Linked DNA regions of Danio rerio: region 1 is linked to region 2. A link is a contact called in public HiChIP or PLAC-seq data. All regions are on one chromosome and are shown on one strand. Each heading gives the region's core, a stretch centred on a gene start, on an enhancer-like site or on the middle of the called end of the contact. The rest is flanking DNA. Distances are from core to core; before and after follow the strand shown. Region 1 holds the start of pet100 (PET100 cytochrome c oxidase chaperone). Region 2 holds the start of pbx4 (pre-B-cell leukemia transcription factor 4).

The links. HiChIP or PLAC-seq counts read pairs in DNA pulled down with a chosen protein or histone mark.
Region 1: an H3K4me3 HiChIP or PLAC-seq map of gastrula embryo shows a contact between it and region 2, with 3 times the contacts expected there. The contact joins the promoter of pet100 here to the promoter of pbx4 in region 2. A contact is called at or near these places in 2 of 4 datasets of contacts at active chromatin or transcription factors (embryo and gastrula embryo).

Annotation. Positions count from the first base shown.
Region 1 is chr3:55,761,515-55,767,897 of GRCz12tu, forward strand. pet100 (PET100 cytochrome c oxidase chaperone) reads left to right here and starts at 4,580. Exons shown (of 4, transcript NM_001303057.1): 1 at 4,580-4,677; 2 at 4,889-4,975; 3 at 5,632-5,664. The coding sequence starts at 4,651. It also overlaps a transcript of brd4 not described here.
Region 2 is chr3:55,534,207-55,540,126 of GRCz12tu, forward strand. It overlaps pbx4 (pre-B-cell leukemia transcription factor 4), which reads left to right and starts at 1,995. Exons shown (of 8, transcript NM_131447.1): 1 at 1,995-3,107. The coding sequence starts at 2,923.

The DNA of each region.
Region 1 (6,383 bases), core at 3,330-5,829, 230 kb after region 2:
TGTGATGCATCGGAGAGCGTCACGAACGGAGCTTTCAGCTGGTTACTGCATGACTCCTCTTTTTCTTTTCACAGATCATTTATTACAACTGCACAGACAAACCGAGAGAGAGAAAACGATGTTCGCTGTGCTAGATATAACGACAAAAACTCGTCAACGACAAAAAAAAAAAAAAAATCAAACCATTCTGATTTATCATTGTTCTTGTTCGATTATAGTGGATGTGTTCTAATTCTGTTATTTGACTCAGCAAGGGGGGCGGGGGGCACAATTCGAGACCTTGGCGGGTCCTCTGAGTTTTCTCTTATAGTGTTTTCTCCAGTGCCTGTATTGTATTGCGATTCTAGTTGGCATATATTACGTTTGGGGTGGGGCGGGGGCGGGGCGCGGTCAATAAGCGGAGTGGGGGGGTGGTTTGGGGGACCGAGAGAGCTTGTGTTTAAAAGACAAAAAAAGGAAAGTAAACGTTTTATATTTTACCCATTTACAATATTCAGGTTTAAATCTAGTTTTAGCTGGACTTCTTAAGTATACACCGAACAACTAGTTTTTCCTTTTCTCAAAACTGCTAAGAGGATGTTCGATTATCATCATCATCATCACTGCGTGACTGTGTGTGTGAGTGCATGTGTGTGTGTGTCCTTGGTTTATGTGGCTGGGGAAGGGTGGTTTTACCCGGAGGTTTCAATCGCAAAAACACTTCATTTAAACCATGATGTTGCTTTGCAGATTCATTTTTTTTTTTCATCATCGTTGTTGTTGTTGTTGTTTCTTCCTCATGAAGTCCACTTATATAGCTCTCTTTTACTTTGGTTAATTTGGTCTGTAAAAGTTCAAAGAAGAGAAACACTTCATTCCTGCGAGCCTTTAAATGTATTTTCTTTTCCATGGTAACAGTTGGACATTATGTGCCATAGATTTCGGATTCTCCGGAGAATGTGCTGACCTGCAGCTCAGCAGAGAGTTTGCTTTATTCAGGTATTTTGTTATTTTCTTTTCTTTTGTTTTGTTTTTTGGTTTTTATTAATATTATTATTTTTTTTTTGTTCAGTTTTTTTGGGGGTTTGTTTAACATTTTCCTCGATTACTGTTTTGGTATGTGCGTGGGCTATCGAGGTCAATGGTTCAATCTGTTATGATCATGAAATAAACTCATCTCTTTTATAGAAAATTAAAATGAAAGAAAAAAAAAATGAGCCCGTCTCGTTTATAATTTATCCGCTTTAAACACGCTCCACCTGTTATTGTGTTTTCAGATTGGTTTGACGTGTTGGAAATAGATGAGATGTGTGCTTTCATAAGCGATATTGCTCATTAAAGAGGTTGTGGTACTGTTCGGCACCTTATTAAAGCTCAGGGGGGAACATTGGCCACCAAAGGACGTTGCATCATATTTCACACAAAGTCAAGATTTAGTTTTTCACTGAGAAGGCAGCTGGTTTTTTATGACAAATTCAGTTTCTGTGGTTCATGTGTGCTTTTTTCATTATAGGACCTTGAGCTCTGCTCCAACTTCAGATGATTACAAGTGATCAAAGTTATTTTTTGACCAAGTAGTGTAAATCTAGATGGATGGATGGATGGATATAGATAGATGAATGAATAGATGGATAGATAGATAGATAGATAGAGAGAGAGAGAGAGAGAGAGAGAGGGAGGGATGGATGGATTGATGGATGGATAGGTGGTTTGATAGATAATTAGATGGTATGATAGATAAATAGAAGGATGGATGGACAGATGGATGATTGGATGGATGATTGGATGGGTGGATAGGTGGAAGATAGATAGATAGATAGATAGATAGATAGATAGATAGATAGATAGATAGATAGATAGATAGATAGATAGATAGATAGATAGATAGATAGATAGATAGATAGATGGATGCATGGATGGATGGATAGGTGGATGGGTGAATAAATGCATGGATGGATGGATATATGTATGATTGGTTGGATCGATTGATCGATAAATGGAAAGGTGGTGGATTGATGAATGGATAAATGTATGATTAGATGGATGGGTGGATTTATGATTAATTGGATGGATCGATTGATAAATGGATAGGTGGATGGATAAATGGATGGATGGATGGATGGATGGACAGATAGTTGGATGATAGATAGATAGATAGATAGATAGATAGATAGATAGATAGATAGATAGATAGATAGATAGATAGATAGATAGATAGATAGATGGATGGATGGATGGATCATTTGATGAATAGACAGGTGGATGGTTAAATTGATGCATGGATGGATGGATGGATGGATGGGTGGATGATACATGGATGGATCGATAGATGGAAAGGTGGATGGATGATTGATAGATGTATGATTGGATGGATGATTGGATGGGTGGATGGTTAAGTTGATGCATGAATGGACGGATGATTGGATGGATGGATCGGTGGATGATACATGGATGGATGGATGATAGATGGATACATGGATGGATAAATAGATGGGTGGATCAGTAATTTCTCTTGATAATGGTGCCAGTTAAAGTATTTGTTTTCCTATTACTGCATGCATTAAGATTTATTTAAATAACAAAAACTGAAAAAATAGAATAAAAACAAAACTGCAGAGTGAATTTTCAACATGTGAAGTTTCCAGAAGAGATCAAAGACCTGTAATGCACAAAGACTAAAAATAATTACAGAAAATGTGTAAAAACAGCTATTTGACACATCTTAGCATAAAATAAAAACATTGTGAGTTCATATCTCAGAATAAACTAGGGCTTTATTGTGCCATTCATATTAGATAATTGTCAGAATTGACTTTTAACATTATAAAACGTATGAACACACAACTGTGTTTAGTCATAATCTACAGTCACAACTAGAGTCGGTATTGCGAGAAATAGTTGCTGTTCTGAAGGGAAAAAAAAGTCAAAATTGCAATAGGAATGCCTATGATCTGTCAACCGCAAAACAGCAGCAATTTTGAAGTAAGTGTTTGTTAACATTAATAATGACAGAATTATATTTTTATTTACTTTTTAAAATTCATTTATTTAGGTGAACTATCCCCTTCAATCGTCCTCCAAATAGAAAATATCTTACAATAAGTGTGACTATATAGTTATTTTCATCTATTTTTGGGGGACTAAAACCGGTTATTGCTAGATCAGATATGATTGTGGCCGGAAGTTAACTAGAATTATTTTTATTAATTATTAAATCTCCCATTAATTGTATTTTATTAACGTCTACCCCAACCATCACAGCAATGTAAAACCCTTTACAGTGTTATTTATGGTATTTAATAATTTACCCAATAAATTGTATTTTATCAGTCTACCCACTGTCACAGTACTGTAAAATGATTGATTAATGTTATATAGTGTTTAATAATGATGCTATATTGGTGTACATATCTGCAGCTGTATTCTAACATGACTCGAATGCGCACAGACATTATGGTTACTTGTCAACTTGAGGACCTATATGGTAAATTCTAGATAGGATACAGCGGTGTATACGCACATCAATACAGCATAATTTTTATGACACTGTATAACACTAATTAATATTTTACATTACTGTGATGGTTGAGTTTAGGGTTGGGGTGGAGCTAGACGTTAATAAAATACAATTTATTGGGTAATTTAATAAATTATATGAAGAATATTGTTTATAATAACAGTTTTTTACAGTACTGTGATGGATGGGTTTAGGGTAGACGTTAATAAAATACAATTAATGGTAAATTGAATAAATAATACAAATAATTCTCGTTAACTACGCAATGAGTATCTGATCTGTCATCTAGCAACAACCAACCTAAATCGAGGTCCCCACAGGCAAGCCAAACAGAATAGAGTGAATAATATAAGTGCAAATGATTTCCTGTGAGGGTTTGCTTTAGGGGTATGGGGATAAAATAAACATCATTACGTCTATGAGAGTCCTCACCGGGATTAAATAGCAAGTGAGAGTCTCTCTCGGTGCGTATGAGGGATGTGTGATGCAAAGTTGCAGCGTGTTTTCATCATGCTCGTGCACCTGTGTCCGCTCAGCGATTGCACGCGCTTTCATAAGCCTGCAGCCGGATGACGTCACCGCTAAGATCTATTGGAGAAGCAACTCGAGTTTGGACGGTCGGTTACAGTAAATCAACGGACATATCTGTTAATAAATACCAACCCTCAGCAAAGTTAAATATTAATGATAATAAAAATAAAGATTTGCTGATAATGTAGCTGTGACTATTGCTTGATACGGTTGCGGCCGCGGAAGTTAGCGAGAATTATTTATATTATTTATAAAATTTCCCATTAATTGTATTTTATTATAACGTCTACCCCAACACTAAACTCAACCGTCACAGTAATGTAAAATTGCTATTTTCACCGAGCGCTGTTCACTAAGCTACGCAGTAAATTGTATTTTTTACGTCTATCCCCACCAAAACCCTTAACCTACCGTCACAGTACTGTAAAACTATTAATTATTGTAAAATAGCGTCACGAAAAATGATGCTGCATTAATGTGCGTATCCGCAGCTGTATCCTATCAAGACTTTTCCCTGATTCAGATATACTGTATACGTACATAGACGTGCGTATTCCGAACCTTTATTTTGACATATTCTGGAACAGGAAGTGCCTGAATGTGTGATTGTCAAGCTGTAGGACATGGGGGTTAAAATTGAGATTTTTAGGGTGAGTTTGACGTTTTATTTATGCTTGAAGGCTGATAATGTTCTTCTAAAACTATATGAACTTATATTAATGCAGCTTTTGGGAAATAAACGACGAACTGAAGCTGTAAATGTCCTGCTTTGCTAAACACAGAGGGCACTGCGCGTTCATGTGAATATCTATATTCATGTATTAATATTTATTCTTAATTATTATTATTTTCCCCACACAGATGATGGTGTATTTGTCGTTTCCAGTGGCGATGTTTTGGATTTCAAACCAAGCCGAGTATTTTGAGGAATATATCGTGAAGAGAAAGGTTGGTTATTAGTCAGAGTTAATGAAGTGATGTTATAACTTACATTTTTTGACAAGGTTTTATGATCGTTTCACGTTTTCAAACTTTGAAATGTTTCATATTTACTATTTTCTCCACAAATAAGTTATCTAAATGATAAAATACTTAACGTACATGACATTTTGCAGTTAGTATATAAAGTAAAAAACAAATAATATTTGAAGAGTTCAGATGCAAAAACCTCTAAGTGCCATCTGAAATTGAAGATTTTTCTCATCCTCCTTTGTTTATGTTGTGTTATTTTACTTTAAAGACCGTATTATTTGCTGTAAAAGTGGCATTACTGAACCTACCCACATGAGCCTGATAAAAATGCTCATTTTAGAAGAGAATGTCAGATGTAATTTAGAGGTTTTTGCATCTGAACTCTTCATATGTTCATTTTTCAAAGCATGTTTTTAATGCAAATCCTGAGAACTGAAAATAACTTTGAAGAGGACTTTTAATTTGTTTCCAACCCAACATTAATATTACATTATATATTATACAATAATAACATTATACCTTTTGTTTGATGCATGATTTTTACTATTGACTTCATATATATATGGTTATTTAGCTGTTTTATTTTTGTTTTTATATTGCGTGATCATATTATTATGTGACATATTTTTTAGAGGGAGATCTTCCCGCCTGATGAGAAACTGCAGGTATGTATTCTCTCTTTCATTTGCAAGCTTTTAGATGTAAACAAACTTTCACATTGGGGGTTTGTGTAAATAAACAGATCATTTAGTAGATAATGTATTGCGTAAAATTAATATCTACTGTATTTGTTTATGAGTCCAAAGGTAATTTTAGTGGCTTTCATTGTGTTCTAAATAGCTCGAAAAAAATAAAGTAGCAAAATATGGGTGAAATAATGTTTTTTTTTTTAATGCATATTCTGACTAGCGATAGATAGATAGATAGATAGATAGATAGATAGATAGATAGATAGATAGATAGATAGATAGATAGATAGATAGATAGATAGATAGGTAGATAGATAGACAGATAGATAGACAGACTGATAGATAGATAGATAGATAGATAGATAGATAGACAGATAGACAGACTGATAGATAGATAGATAGATAGATAGATAGATAGACAGACAGACAGACAGACAGACAGACTGACTGACTGACTGACTGACAGGTAGGTAGGTAGGTAGGTAGGTAGGTAGATAGATAGACAGACAGACTGATAGATAGATAGATAGATAGATAGATAGATAGATAGATAGATAGATAGATAGATAGAGAGACAGATAGACAGACTGATCAATAGATAGATAGACAGATAGACAGACTGATAGATAGACAGACAGACAGACAGACAGACAGACAGACAGACAGACAGATAGATAGATAGACAGACAGACAGA
Region 2 (5,920 bases), core at 745-3,244:
TTCAGCGTCAGTAACCATTAAAAATTGCTATAATGTTAAATTTGCAGGTAAACAGTGGTGGAAAGAGTACGGACAAATCATACTCAAGTACCATTACTTGTCCAAAACTGTAATGGTAGTAAAAGTATCGGCTGTATAGACCTTTAAAAGGTACTCAAGAGTAGTAAGTATTGCGCTGTAAAGGCTGATGCATCAATTTGTGCATGTGTGTGTGAAAACGTAACATTCTGTCGTGCATTTAGTGATTGTTTAAGGTCATTTGGTGATTTTAGTCATCATACATCCGCCATCTTCTCATCAGTGACATGCAGTCTAAACTGTCTCAGTCATTGCGTGTAATGATTTTGTTATGAGGTTGTTCTGTATAATGTGATTTTCTTTGTGCGATTTGACTAAATGGCAATCACAGAACAGATTATTCAGCGTCTCTACTTCTACTTCTTTACTAGACAATCACCAAAGATGAAAAAAAATAATGAAGAAGTGCTAGCAGGTTAAAGAAGTGGAGTAAAAGTAGTGATCCTGCACTAAAGAAGGGAAAGTTAAAGTAAACATTTTTAAAACTAATTAGTTAAGTATACACTCCCTGGTAAAAACTACTTGATTACAGTAATTTAAGTATTTGTAATTTGTTACTTCACACCACTGCACGCTGCAGCTAAAACATGTTCAAAAAAAGTCTCCTACAATAATGAAATGAGGTAAAGGTGGCTTTATATTGCCACATTTGTTCAGTGAAAACTGACATTCTCCCTATATTGTTTATATTTTGACTTCAAAACAACATTAGCGCTATTTATCTGGCTGTACTTTCGTTGTCAGTGGCTGCTAATATGACTTCACTATTTAGAATTCACAAAGACTTTCCCTGAACTCGGTTGCAGCTGGAAGGGCATCTGCTGTGTAGAATATGTGCTGGATAAGTTGGAGGTTCATTCCGCTGTGGCGACCCCTAATGAAAAAAGGGAATAAATCGAAGGAAAGTTAGAGAAAGAATGAATTTGCTAAGACTGCTTTTCTGCAATGATATTGATGGCATGGATTTTCTGTTGGATTCCCACTCCAGGATGGAGTAACACATTTTATTTTATGTCTTTATGATTATTAATAAAGTTGAATATTTCAGAGCTTAGATCATATGATGACCTCAATGTCATCCCACTTCAGAGTAAAACCTATAATAAATGTGTGTCATTGCTTTTTCTGTATGTCAAATTATTTGTTTCCTTGGGATCTACCCAGCCAGGTCAGAGGTCATGGAGACCTTGAGTGGACCTGGACTATTAAAAAATTAGGAAAAAACTGTTCATATTGTCATTTGCTATTAATAATGTGTAGTGATATTTGCCATTTCAAGTGTTGAATCTTTTAAAGTTAATTCATTTGTATGTAAGCTGTAGAAAAAAGGAAACGGCAATATTATTAAACGTCTTCAGTGCTGATTTTTACAACCATTCAGGTAAGTCTGTATTTCATCCTCTACGTATTTAATTTGATGAGAATGGTGGTATATTTTGCATCATGCTTTGAACAGAATTTTGACACCATACTTCCTTAAACTACCTAAACTTACCATGGCATCACCTTTCTAATCCATTGTACGCGGATCTATTTCATTCACTGTGAATCTGTAATTACAGTCTCTAAATATTCCACCGCTTGTGTAACAGAAACCATAGTTACACTGATCAACCCACAGCACTCGCCATACATTGTTTTTACTTTTGTTGAAAGCACCAACACATGCCTCTGTTCGGCTATGGTTACAGAAGGAAAGTGTACAAAAGCACTTTACATGATCTGTTTGGGAAGAGAGACGCGCAAGTTGTTTACAAACGTGCACAGACGCGCGAGTCGTGCGCGCGCGGCACCGCAGCGGCTCTTTTGTGCGCGGTGATGACGTAGGGCTCGTCTGTAGTAGCGTGAACGCGCGCAGTGGTGCGCTCGCTCAGAGGGGGAGAAAGAGCCGCCGAGGAGGGCAGAAACACAAGAGAGGGGCAAGTCTTTCTACGACAGCACCGCGGCTTGGGAACAAACCAACTGTGTCGGGTCGGCTGGCATGGAGCTGAGCGTTTCCATTCTGAGCCATTTCGAGCCGTCCGCCTAGAGCCGGGGCATTTCGCGCAAGGCCGGGGGCAGTTTTGCTGTTGGTCCCGGGGGTTTGTGGAGCCCGAGTGAATCTGTTGCTAGCAGCGCTCGAATGCTAGTTAGCCCCGCTGCTAAGCAGCTAGCCAACACTGCGAGTCAATTGTGTCGGAGATCTCGGAAATACGTTTAAAAGCGGTCACGTTCACCCGCCGCTCTCGCGATTCGTTTTGCTCGTTGAGTTTCGTCTTTTTCCCCAGCGGGAGGACGCTAATAAGCGGTCGCGCGAGTTTCTATTTCGATTTATTTCCAGCTAAGACTTTTTTTCTTCTCTCTATTAGCTTGTTAGCCGCTCTGGTTGGTTTAGTCCAGCTTGTTAGTAGTGTCTGAGATTTCTACTGTAATAGCTGTCAGCGACATCAGCCCCTTGACGAAAAGCCAGTTTATGTGGACATGAATGATCGTGTTTGGTTGTTTCGAGTGGCAATAGTTTGAGATGCCGCGCATGGGATACTTCATGTTTCCAGGGACGCTCTTATTTTCTTGTTAGTCTGCTTTATGGGAGTGCTAGTGTGCAGCCTTTTGCTGTAGACAACACTGGTTTTTAGCAGGAACCGCACGCGGTGTTTCACCATCGGTCGCGCGTCGTTTGGATGTGGTTCAGCCTCACATTTCAGTCGCACTCTCGTTGTTTGTTTTCTTTTTTTATCTAGTGGCTCGTTCGGCTCCGCGTTTGTATCTGCGCTGTCGGTGGTACATGCTCACTGAGACAGCCCGCTGAAACACGCTTTCATTGGTTTGCGGCGGGGAAACGGAGAGATTCGGCTCAAAAGTATTATGGATGATCAGACCCGAATGCTGGCTAGCATGGGCGGACTCGGCGGACTCTCGCAAGCCGACGTGGGTGACCCCGATTCGGTTCGGAAGCAGCAGTCGCTCGGTCAACCGCAGCAAGACATAGGAGATATCCTCCAGCAGATCATGGCCATCACCGACGAGAGCCTCGACGAAGCCCAGGCGAGGTAAGAAGTGTGGCCGCACTCAGGAAAAAAGCACTCTTTATTTGATGGATTGAGAGGTACTTCATTGAGCTCTCTGAGGGGAATTGATGTGCAACAGCAAATAGACACAATCTGCACACCTCGTTGCGTTATATATAAATAGCTGCGTTTGTGCGGCCGCGTGAAAACCCACTGTGATGAAATAAGCATAAGGTGTAATGCGTTTACTCCTTCAGATATGCACAGTGCAAAATACACTGTTTATTTACCACGTTTGTTTAGGTGCTTTTGGCTCCCTCTTTTTAAGTTGTAAAAAGTTGGCCTTAAGCTGATTGAGGTTACCATATTAATTTGAGGTTTTAATGAAGAAAAGCATCTGCCTAATGAATCTAAATGCACTTGGTAAATGATCTTTTGAGGATTACATAATGCAATCATGTTTTAACCCTCAGGTGCTCCTTTCGTGGCCGCCAAAAATGCTCGATTTTTACCATTTGTTTTGTTCAGTATTTCTTTTTGCATTGTATGCTATGCATTTCTATTGGTTTAGTTATTATCTATTTATTACTCATTAATAGCCTTTATGCATAGACCTGAATATGTAGTTTTCAACTTAGGTTTTTGGAGTACAGACTAAAGTCAGTAAGATTTAGTTTTAGCTTTTCTTCCATTACAATTTTAAGTTAAAAATATGAGTAAAAGCATTTTTTCAGGATAGCCAACGTTTACATTTCAAGAAAGTGTATTTAATCAGTTTTTGTGAGTCCGGTAGTTTTTGATTTAAAAAAAATAAATAAACCATTTACAGGAATTTTGTGTCTACAAATCTTGAGAAAAGCAATCAAACTCAGTAATTTTAGGTTGATACGTTTATAAAGGTGCTCAGGTGCTCCTTTCGTGGCAGCCAAAAATGCCAGATTTAACCAATGGTTTTCTTCAATGTTTTGTTTAAAAGGATTTTATGTTACTTATTTCAGTTTATGTAGGTATTATCTACTTATTTACAGCATTTATGCATAGACCTGGAAATGTTATGTTTTTTGAGTACAGACTTAAGTCATTCAGATTTAGTTGTAGCTTTCACACCATTCCAGTGTTAATTAAGTTAAATTAAATGAATAGAAGCATTTTTGTGCTAGGATTACCCACAATTACATTTCAAGAGTGTTTTTTAACCAGATTTTGTGAGTCCAATGGTTTTTTGATATCAAAATAGAAAGCATTTAAGAATTGTGTGTTTTCACAGCAAAACACATGAATCGAAGCACACGTTTTAAGAAAATCAGTAATTTTAGGTTGCAAATTTATATATATGCCTTTGCCAAGTCCTGGAGGGACTGTTTAAAATACTATTACGGCCTTGTGTGTGTGTGTTTTGATTTTAACGATTTCTGCCAACAAACATCCCTGAATTCCCCTCCTATAATTCCCTTAATATACTCCAAAAATAAACCAAAGACACAAGTATTTTCCCTCCTTTGGCTTTGCTAAATGGGGCCAGAAAGGCTTCAGAGGTCAACCAATATGTTTGTTATCAGGAGCCCATGGGCTCTGTGAAGCCATTTGGTCTTCAGCGAGCGTCTGCCAGATTGAGGCCCCACTAGATAAATGAATTGGATTAATGTGCTACCTCGTCATTAGCATAGATAATCAGCACGCGCTTAATTAAGTCATCGCCGTCAAACAGTGTCAGACTTAACCTCGAGACGAAAACACCCGACAAGTTTGACGACTTTCCCACCTTTTCCTGCAGATTCTCCTCACACACAGCCGGTGTGTGTTTATATATTTATATATATTGACCGCAGTGAAATTGATCTGGCATGGATCGCTAGATTGCGCACTGTGACCTGCGATCTGTTGAAAGGTCAGTGGAGTGGCGGATCCTGGACAAAAGCTGCTTTTTAATGAGGGATCGTATGTGCGTGTATGCCCTGTGATGTGTCATTAGCTTGTGATTTTCCACCAAGCCATTTGACCACCTGGTTCTCTTAATTAATTCACTTCTCTTTTACCCTCCTCCTCCTCCCTGGTGTTCATCCTTTTCATTGTGTGTTGGGCGCAATCAATTCTCCTATAATGTGTGCGCGTGTGCAGCTGTCCACAAATTGAGTTTCTATTAATGAGATGGAGGGTCGCAACACGGCCAACTTATGAACGCCGAGATATTGCCTTTATATCTATAGTGCGTGCGTTGGGTGATTGTGTCGTGTAGTGACTTTGCTGCGCTTGTGCAAGAGACTCATGAATGAATGATGTTGCGAGAGCGTGCTTGTCTGGTTGAAGTGGGTTTTATGGGTATTTGGTGGAAGATCAGCAGTCATTAGGAATGAGGAACTGTTCACCGAAAAATGAATATACTTTTATTGTTTCGTCGAATGCCCTGGCTGCTGGGTGTAAGTAATGAAAGCGATTGGCGGTGCCATCCAGCTCCATAAATGATAAAGTACTAGGTAGTTAAAATGACCGGTGCTATATATTTTTAAGTTTTATGTCAGATGCCTTATGAAGCCGTATGATAACTTTAAGGAAAAGACCAATATCTAAGGTGGTCGAGCGTGTTTTATAATTGAAGACATTCCCGACTGTCAATTTTAAATACAAAAAATTATAAATTGAGTTAATTATACCCTTAAAATAATTTTTTATGTAGCGTAAAATGATTGTACGTTTACCATCCTTAGAACGATGCATTTGGTGTGTTCTCTAAATATCAGTTAAGCGTTAATTTCGTAATACCAAGCTAACAAGTCTTGTTTTTAGGGAAAATCGTTCACTTAATAATAATTCTGCACAATATTGGAAAAATCTGTTATCGCGATATTTTGTTTTTC